Regions from separate parts of the Rattus norvegicus genome. Here region 1 is linked to region 2. Evidence: chromatin contacts called from public Hi-C data. All regions are on one chromosome and are shown on one strand. Each heading gives the region's core, a stretch centred on a gene start, on an enhancer-like site or on the middle of the called end of the contact. The rest is flanking DNA. Distances are from core to core; before and after follow the strand shown. Region 1 holds the start of Dnttip2 (deoxynucleotidyltransferase, terminal, interacting protein 2). Region 2 holds the start of Arhgap29 (Rho GTPase activating protein 29).

What was found. A called contact is a pair of places that touch in the nucleus more often than the background predicts.
Region 1: a contact with region 2 is called in a Hi-C map of hepatocytes, with 2.9 times the contacts expected there. The contact joins the promoter of Dnttip2 here to the promoter of Arhgap29 in region 2. A contact is called at or near these places in 2 of 12 Hi-C or Micro-C datasets (the A7r5 cell line and hepatocytes).

Annotation. Positions count from the first base shown.
Region 1 is chr2:213,056,587-213,061,774 of GRCr8, reverse strand. Dnttip2 (deoxynucleotidyltransferase, terminal, interacting protein 2) reads right to left here and starts at 2,800. Exons shown (of 7, transcript NM_001399742.1): 1 at 2,727-2,800; 2 at 242-1,872. The coding sequence starts at 2,777.
Region 2 is chr2:212,752,662-212,757,693 of GRCr8, reverse strand. It overlaps Arhgap29 (Rho GTPase activating protein 29), which reads right to left and starts at 1,809. Exons shown (of 24, transcript NM_001009405.1): 1 at 1,720-1,809.

The DNA of each region.
Region 1 (5,188 bases), core at 1,551-4,050, 300 kb before region 2:
GCCATGAAAGTAGAAAGAGCTGGGGAAAGGGACATCAATGAATGAGTCTGAGGGACACTAAAACCTCAATACAGTACGTACACATATAAAAACATGAGACATTATTATAGTGTATGTTAATAAAAATTACTTTGGGGGTTGAGGTCTAGCTCTGTGGTAAAGGGCACGCTTGTTATGCTGCAGCCGTAGGCGGGCTCCTCAGCACAACCTCTCCCAATTTCCTTTCAAAGGTAGTACTTACAGCTTAGACTTGGTGCTACTGAGGAAGTCTTCCTCATCACTAGATTCATCCTTCTTCTCATCACCGTCTGATGAGTCTTCACTATTTTCCTCCTCTCCCTCCTCATCTTCTTCTTCCTTTTCTTCCTCAATAGCAGCCTCACTTGGAGTCTTATCTTCCAGGTAAAAGTTTTTATCAGCACTCAATCCAGGAGTTCTGTCGATTACAAACAGTGCACTACCACAGGCAGGATCTTCCAAGTCCTCAGCTGATGCCTCCTTTTGGCCACTGTTTTCAACAGGACACAAAGTGTCCCTTTCATTCTCACTGCTGTCAGACTGTTGGCTTTCATCACTGCTAAGAAATAATAGAATAGGACTATCTGTATGCCGAGACATGCTGAGTTCAGACTTGCATGGCATGGCATCACATTCAAGAGCGACATCCCTTTGGCTGCTCTTGTCCTCACTGACACCTACACTTGCAGGCTCATCATTGCTATTACCACAATCACTGAACTGTGCCAAGTCACTCTTTTCTACGTTGCCCCCTCTCTCTTTATTACATCTTTCTATTTTCACAACTGCAAACTTGTGCTCTAGTGATTTCATTACAGCCTCCTGCTCTGGACTTGAAGCCTGGGATGTGGCTTTACGTGGGATGCTTGAATGCTTCAGAGACACTGACTGCTGAGGGCTGGAGTCTTGAGCTTTGGAAAGACTCAGCTGGGAATCTTCCTCATTAACTACTTTTTCCTCTATTACTTTGGGGTCCTCCTCATCCAGATTCTTACAATTCTTTATGACTTCTGTAAGAGATACAACATCGGCTTGTTTTTCCTCTTGGATATGCAAATTTTGGTTTTGGGTTGTCAGTTTTTCCCCTGAATTTCTGTGAATGGAATCGTCAAAGTCATTATTATACGTTTCACTATCAGAAATAGTCGGCATATTTATCTGAGACTGCAGTCTTGCCGATGACAACTGAGAGGGCTGTTTAGCTTCTGAGTCCTCTGAATCCACAGACGGACCCACGATTGGCTTTTTATTTCCTGGTGTAATCTCAGTATCTTTTTTCTCAGCTTGGAACTCTAATTTCTTCTGCACATTCCTGCCTGTTCTCCTCGGTGCACTCTCCAATGATGAAATGCCTGAGCAGGACCACTCAGCATCAGATATAGTTTCCGAATATGATTCTTGGCTTGAATCTCTTTGAGATTTAGCCTTATTTCTGGTTCTTCTTTCTGTGGAAGGTACAACCATAGAAACCCCTGAAACATGAGACTCTGCTTCAGAAACAGCTCCTTCATCCCCAGATTCATGTTGAGGGAGTTGAGGGATTACTTTCTGCCTTTTCCTAACACTGGACTTCGGGGTGGGCACAATTACAACCTGACGTTTCCTAGTTACTCTTATAATGGGCTCTTGGACCTCTAACACAGAAGAAACCCCAGAAGCATGAGACTCCGTTTCAGAGGCCTCTCCATCAGAAATCAGTACAGTGATCTCCGCTGGGCCTGCGGTTCTGCTGTTCCTGCTGCCAGAGAGGGCTGAGTTCTGCTCCTCAGCAGACTGCGATCCAGCAGTGCTGCCTTTCGATCCCGATTCTTTTTTGCTTTCTGGATGTGTTCCAATTCTCCGAGGAACAGACCTCTGAAAACCAATAACAAATACGATATAGTTTAGATAGGGCAGGGACAAGAGCAGAGGTGGCATGGCCTAGGGAGCAACACTTTAGAAGGTACTAATCAAAGCCAAACTCACGATAAAATACCTATTTTTTTACTTGCCTCATCCTAGGCTTCAGAAAGCAGAACTAAAAAGAGAACTTTCTCCACTTAAAGAACGAGGGGGAGGGGTTGGGGATTTAGCTCAGTGGTAGAGCGCTTGCCTAGGAAGCGCAAGGTCCTGGGTTCGGTCCCCAGCTCCAAAAAAAAAAAAAAAGAACCAAAAAAAAAAAAAAAAAAGAACGAGGGGGAAATTTTTAAATCATTTACAGAGGCTCAGGGAGCGAGGGAGTTAAGTACTAATTGAACACGTGTTTAGGAGTGTGCAAAGTAATCCTGTTTGTCTGGATTTTTACATACAGGAAAGGGCTGCTCTAGATCCCTTACCACACAATCTAAAGAGCATAGCACCCGAAGACAATCAGAGGCTCTGAGAGAGACCACGCCTTCATATGCCGGAGGAGTTAGTGCTGGGCCATTGCCAGTCTCTCCACGTGAAAACGATGCTCCTTCCCATCCCCAAAACTAGGCTCGGTCGAGGTGACTGGAATTACCCTTCCTTGGTATTGTCTCAAACAGTAAACTTAAAAGGCCTCATTTGCCCAAGGCGAGCTACGGACTCACAAGGGCCCTAAAAGAACCCCCGGGCCCAAACAAGTTCTGAACCGGCCGGATGCAGTACCACGCGCTCACGGCTGGGTTCCTCCTCCCTCTCCTCCGCACCCCCGAGCTGCTCTGCCTACTGGCGAGGAGACCGGGAGAACCCGGGACCCATCTCACCTTCCGTTGGGAACTTTCTTGGATCCTGGACCCAGACCTAGTGACCACCATGTTTGCGACTCCGTATTCCCCGCAGTCAGCGTAGCTTCCTCTGTTCCGACGCTTCGGAAGTACGTCAGACCAGGGCCTGGATTAGGTTTCCCCGCGGAAACCGCGGCTCAGAAGAATCGTTCCTTTTCCGGCTCTGCTGCAGTTCTACACAGACATCTCCACCGTAGGGCTAGAGCGGGTCAGCCGGGTGCACTAGACCCGATCCGCTTCTAGTTTTGAGCGTCTCCGCTGTGCGCACCGCAGCGGTAGAGGTCTTCCTCGCCGTTTAACACAAAATGGGAAGTCTCATTTATTCTCCTTTCCATCCGTCTCAACCTGTGCAGTAGTTGTGAGATCTTTGACGTGAGTCTTTACTAAAGGAAGCCAAAGGGAGATTTTATTTAGTCCTTTGAGAAAACAGTATTTTAATAATGAGTATTTTAATAATTTAATAAATGAGATTTCGATATTTGATTGGGATACAAGGGTGTATGTTAAATGCACCGAGGTTCTCAGAGAATCATTAGAAAACTGATTTAACTAAAATATCTCGAGATAAGTATGCTTTTTTAAAAAAAAGTGAAATAAATTGTGGAGAGGGAGAAAAGTTTTGTTTTTTAACTATGTAGAGACTGGCCAGAATCAAAGTTTTTTTTTCCCCTTTTTCTTTTGTTTCGTTGGGCCAAGATCTCTCTCTACATAGCCCTGGCTGTCCTAGAACTCACTATGTAGGTCCAGAACTCACAGAAATAGATCTACCTCTGCCTCACAAGTATTTGGATGCATGGGCCACCGCACCCGGCTGAGGTGTTTTAGTTTTAGTTTTGCTGATGAAAGATAGAGAACTAGAATATGTTGAGCGGTTACAAAAGGGATAGAGGAGGGGGTAAAAGAATTAGTGTTGGATGCAAGAAGAAAATGGTTCATCAAACCTATTTTTCTTCACTTTTAAATAAAATTTATTTTCCTAAAAATCATATGGATGCATTACTTCTACATTAAGTAGCTCCTCTTCGTTCCCCTTGGAGCCAGGTATACGAAACACTAGTCATGCTTACTAAGTAAGGTGGGTTTTTTGGTTTTTGTTTTTTACCTGGAGAATTGTAGTCTCTGGTTTTCACACATATGCCATGAGAAAACAGCCTATCTTTAGGAGTGACATAAAAGTGAAAAACAAGAATACGAGTTCCTACTCATTTGTGGAACTTGAAGACAAAAGTCTTCAAGCTCTTGACACAGGCTAGGCTTAGCGAAAAACCCTATGACAATTGAGGGCTGTTACTTTTCAGTTTAAGTTTTACAGAGTTCTATCTTGTTCTCTCTGCTATCTGGAGGAGGGTCACTGCACGACGGGAGTACGGTGAGGACTATTTCTGGCCAAAATAGCCAGTGAGAGACTGAGGTCTTTAGTCTGAAGAACTGTCTAGGAGAGGATAATGTCTAGGGGTGGAATAATATACACTAAATGTACACTTGACTTTACTAGACATGCCAAAGCCAGGCATGGTAGTACGTGATGTGCAACCTCAGTACTTGTAGTACTTACACAGGAGGACCCAGGCCAGTTTAAGCTATAACAAGATTGTGTCTCAAACAAACAGTAAAAGAAATGCCTGGGTAATTTCCAGAGATAGTCCCAGTCTTACCAACATCAGAGATACGTCTGCATCATGTATACATTAACACTTGCTGTTGTCGGTCTTTACATTTTTCATTAGTGACATCTCACTATAGTTTAACCTGCGTTTCCCTGATAATAATAATGTTGAACATCTCTTAACAGTCTCCTTGGCTACCCAGGGGCTTGTTTTGTTTTTTTTTTTTTTTTTTTTTTTTTTTGTTTTTTGTTTTTTTTTGGTTCTTTTTTTTCGGAGCTGGAGATCGAACCCAGGGCCTTGCGCTTCCTAGGCAAGCGCTCTACCACTGAGCTAAATCCCCAGCCCCTTTTGTTTTTTTTTTAGAAAAGGCTAAAGATCTCTACATATTCTGAATATAAGACCTTATCAGGGTGTCTAAATATTTTTACCTATTCTGGGAATTCTTTTTATTATCTTTACAGTATTTTTTTTGAAGCACAAATTCAGAAAATTTTGCCCAATCTTTTTATGTTTCAAATACTTAAAAGTTTTTTTTTTGTATTTTCTTTAAAAAGCCAAAATATTGGTGGTGGTGGTGGTGGTACTGCATGCCTTTATTCCCAATGGTTAAGAGGCAGAGGCAAGTAGATCTCTGGGTTCAAGGACATACTGGTCTACACAGTGAGTTTCAGGACAGCCAGGGTACACAGAGAAACCCTGTCTCAATAAATCAATCAACAAGCACACAAAAGAAGTCAAGGAAACAGTTTTACTTTTAAGTTCATCAACATATTTATTTTGAAGTTAATATTTCTGTGAAAAAGCTTTAAGGTTTTTATTTCTTTGTTGTGTCAC
Region 2 (5,032 bases), core at 560-3,059:
GGTTCTACCGGGCTCTATCTAGCATGATGGAATGTCGTTGGATTTTCTCAGGGAATGCTGGATATTTTATCAGTGTCACAAAAATAAAAAACCTTCCACAAAGTTTTCTGTGCAAAAGCAGCCTTTACAGAGGAGATATGAGGCTGGTAATTTGGGTATATGCTCTATTTCAAGAGAAATGGAAATAAACAGCATATATATATATATATATATATATATATATATACACACACACACACACACACACACACACACACAAACACACACACAAACACACACAGTGTTTTCTTCTCAGCCAAATTTCCACTTTCTACTATTTTAGGGATTGAAACATTTTCTATCTGGGCCTGCTTACTTGAGTTCACTCTTAAGCTTCTCCAATCGTGAGAGCAGAGCTACAAGCTCTGTAGGGTATTAAGGCTTAAGTGTCAGGACACTTAACTTGTACAGTACTTGAAGTATTTCTAAGTAGGCATTTCTGGCAAACTGCCTCAAGAAATCACGAAAGAAAATGACCTAAATCTCGTGTTGGGCCTTATTTATTCCTTTTAACTATTCCTTCATATCTAAATCTGAAATCTTTTTCATAGAGAGGTAACCCTTTGCCCAAATTCAGTAAGATGGTAACATGAATTCCCAAATGAAAAAAAGAAGCAGGTAAACAAATCCTGCTCCACTGTGGTCTTTGAACTTTTGAAAAATACTTAACATTTCCCTTCCCCTTAAGACACACTGTCAGAACATGTTAAAGACCCAAAAGAACACTGTGTGAAACCCAATCCTTGATCCCCACAGACGGATAGTGGGTTTTGTTTTTGTTTTTAAAGAGAGATAAACTCTTGTCAAAAAGGCTCCAAGACCAGGAGCCTTGCACGACTCGGTTTTGTGGAAACAAGTTCCTCCAGGGCACCGGGTTTCCATCAAAGACTAAGTCCTGGGACATTCTCAGCAATAAAACTTTCAGGGGCAGGCTCCCCTGGTGGTAACTGTAATCTCTCAGTTTATCAATTCCTAGTCTGCAAGGCGCACGGTTTACCCTAGGGCCACAGCTGGAATAAGGGTGACCAGAGCCCAAGGAATGCAAGGAGGAAAGTGACAGAAACGCCTGGGAAGGGGGCAGGGCATCAGAGGGAAGCGGGGTAGGGGGTTGTCTGACAAACAGCGGGCTCCAGGACAGAAATGCCAGAAGGAAAAGTGAGGACAGGGCCGGAAGAGTTCCTCACGGTCCCTCAGCCTCCTGCATCTGTCACAGTGGAGTTTGTGAGAACGCCACCAAACTTCCTAACCCAGTCCCCGCAGGAAACACAGACGTGAAGAAAAGCAATGGGGAAGCTCTCGCAGTCCTAGTGCCTCAGGCAGGCACCAGAGGTGGCTGGGAAAGGGCCCGGGGCTGCTGAACGCCCGCTGACGAGACCTTGGATAAGGACGGTCAGTTCGGCGAGCCGCTGCCCGACCGCCGACGCCGATCCCCGCACGGGCACGCCGATCCCCGCACGGGCACACCGATCCGCGCACGAGCACCGGGGTCCGCAACGTCCCTTCCCGCTCTTCAGAGCCCTTCGTCCCCTCCTGACTCTCACTGGTGGAGGGAATTTCAAGCCCAGAGCACCCGGCCCTGCCCGCAGCCGCCTCCGCCCTGCGACTCCCGGACCCCCCGACCCCAAAGCTCCTGCCAGCCCCGAGGCACGGCGGGAGACCGCGCCGCCTCCCCTCTCTCACCGTGGGGCTCCATCCCGCGACCCGGACGCCTATCACTCACGGCCACCGCCCCCTCAGCGGGCTGGAGCTCGCTGTCCCCATCCCCCACGGCTGGCCTGAGGACTTGGGTCGAGGAGCCGCCGCCGCCGTCGCCACCCCTGCAGCTACCGCCACGACCGCGCCAGCCGCGGACGCGACGCCCCGCCCCCGCCTCGCACCCCACGCCTCACGCCTCACGCCCTCCTCGGCCCGCCCCTGAAGCCCTCCCATTGGTCCGCGCCCTAGGGGGCGGGGGTCACCGCTGAGGGGGCGGGGCCATAACAGGTGCGGGTGGGGCAAGACGTGCTCAATTCCTCGGAGAGGGGCCTTGACCTGACCGAGGTCCCAAAGTCCCAGTGTACTGGTTGGCAATCGGACCCACCAAGGGAAAAGTCACTCTTTCTTAACTCCAAATGAGAACCACTCCTCTGTCCTGGTTTAACTTGGCCAATTTTTTCAGGAGTGCACTATGAATACTTTCCTGTCAGAATTTTAGTCTTGAACTCAGTTTAGTTGACTTTCTTGCTCCTCCATCCTTTCTCGTTTCAAAACCAAATTTATGACTCATTTTGAAACTTCCCTACCCTTCTTTCTTCAGCTGTCATTTTCTGAAAACTAAATTACTTAATTACATCAGCTATTATGCACAGTATCTGGCTACATAGATGTGTTAGATAAATGTTAACTACACATCCCTCTAATCATACAACACATTTCTTATCATCAAATGCTCTAGAAAATAGGACTATTAACGTGGTTGATGGGGATACGCAACAAAAAAAGAATGTTGCTAGATGTTGTGTTATATATCAAATATGGGGAGGGAAATGTATAGAGTGTTGCGCGTCTAACTTACACTTAAATATCAAGAAATGTTTTCCCTCTTGTTGATGCAGAGACATAATTCTCCCTGGATATTAATCGACAAATAGGTAAACTTACAAAATGCATCTTACCTACTTTTCCTGTTGCTGTGATAAAATACCCTGATCAAAGCAATGTAAGGAAAGGTTTTCTTTAGCTCACACTTCAGAAAAATCAAAGCAACAGGTGCTTGAAGCAGTTTGTCATTTACATTCACAGCCAAAAGAAGAGAACAAAGAATGGATATGAATCCTCAACTCACTTTCTCCACTCTTCTACAGTTCATGATCCCTTGCCCAGGGAATAGTACCACCCACAGTGGGCAGGCTACCCCACTTTGGTCAGCATAATTAAGATAACATCCCACAGGTACACTCAGAGGTTCATCATTCAGGTGATTCTAATTCCCATCTGTGGGATCACAGTCTCCAAGAATGGAGTCATGTGAGGCAAATTGAATGCTCTTGAGAAAATTCCCAAGAAACCAAGAATCTTGTGACCTCAGTTTCTATAAAAACACAGAATTGAAGCCAGTGGTGGTGGCAGCCTTCTTTAATCCTAGCACTCAGGAGGCAGAAGAGGGCGGATCTCTGTGAGTTCAAGGCCAGTCTGGTCTGCACAGAGAATTCTAGAACAACCAGGGATACATAGAGAAACACCATCTTCAAAAACCAAAACCAAACAAACAAAATATACCACAGAACTGTTCTTGGATTCTACTTTCATACTTCTAAATGGACCGAATAGGAGTAAGCTCACTTCAGTTTATTCACTATAACTGACTCGTTGTTTGTTTGTATGCCTCTGTGGAAAAAAAAAACATGTTTGCCACATGTGTCATGTCTGCCACATGCCGCTTGCCCGTGTATGATTTGCTCTGTGTTTCCTCTTAGCCCTCAGAGCATAAACTGATGTGCCGCATAAAGTAGGCTATTGCCCGAAACTTTAGCTCATTTATCCACTCAATTCTCCCAAGTCCCACTGCCTCCAGAGTAGTGACCCTGACCTGTCGATAATTAACTAGCACAAAAGGTATTTAGAAAAACTCCTCAACTTCATGTTTCTCTTTAATCTTCTTTCTAAACACATAGTAGATACATTTGCCTGTCTCTTTCTCTTTCTTGGTTTTTTTGAGACAGAGTTTCTCTGTGTAGTCCTAGCTGTCCTGCAACTCTGTAAAACAGGCTGGCCTTGAACTCACAGAGCTCCACCTGCCTATGCCTCCGGAGTACTGGGATTAAAGGCACGTGCCACCACCATCTGTCCATAAAGTCTAATAAGTAACTGACAAAAATGAAGATAAGAAATCTGATGTCTTATAGGGATGACTGTGTTTTCAAAAGCATCTTAAACATTAAAGGTCAATATCATACCTCCATTAGATTCTCAAAAATGTCCCAGAATATGCCCTGAATCATACTGTAAAATATTATAAATATTTGCTGGTTAAAGTGACTCATGATCATGCTTTGAAGGCCAGGAATAAACAAACAAAATTAGAGGAATAACTGGGTATCATGTTTTTAAAAAGACAGTTAACCACCATATTACTATTTACAATTTCAGTATATATGGATAACTCTGCTCATTGATTTGTTCTTTGTTTCTTTTATGATAAAGGATAGCTACTCCACTCGGAAATCATCCTTTTCTCCACCTTAAAATCAAGTTACTTACTGCTATGATGTCTTTTTCCTGTAGTCCCAGCAGTAGAGAGGTTGGAGGTGTGGAGGCAGTAGGATTGGAAATTCAGGTCAGCCTGGCACTGAGGAAGAAAGAGATAAGGAACGTTGGACTGTTCATTTGGGGTTTTGGTCACATATTTTTAGAAGCGCTTGTATTGAGTAGATGCAGTTTGGGTCCCCACTAAGTAGCCTCCGGAGAAGTGTTGAAAGAATGATCAGAGGATCCAGAAATAAAAATTCTTCTAGGACTATCTAGATTCTATCATTTCCTCAAATATTTATTGAATACTTCTAATATGTCAGGCATTGTTCTAAGTATGACAGGTATATTAGGGGACTTTAACTCCACTTTCAGTTTCCCCTCAACCATGATTAAACACTTGGAAAAGAGGAAGAAGCAGGAAGGGGTGATCTCACCAGCAGGTCCCCTATTCTGCTGCTGCCTTGCTACTTGAGAATTTAGAAAGAACGAAGAAAACCTGACAGGCCACAGGGCACACAAAGGCTTCAGATTCCAAAGTGGACAAAACTCACCAAACAGGTTATTAATCTTGATTCGATGATGGTTGTAACTGAGAAGCAAGGAATCAATCAGCTCACGTGCTGGAAATGAATGTGAAAGACATTGCGAATGTTCACAGATGCTGCGCCATCATGGGGAGACATGGGGAGAGGAAACAGACTAAGAACAATAAAATTAAATAAAACTTAAGAGAGGATTCACATACACTCACTTTAGGTTGAGT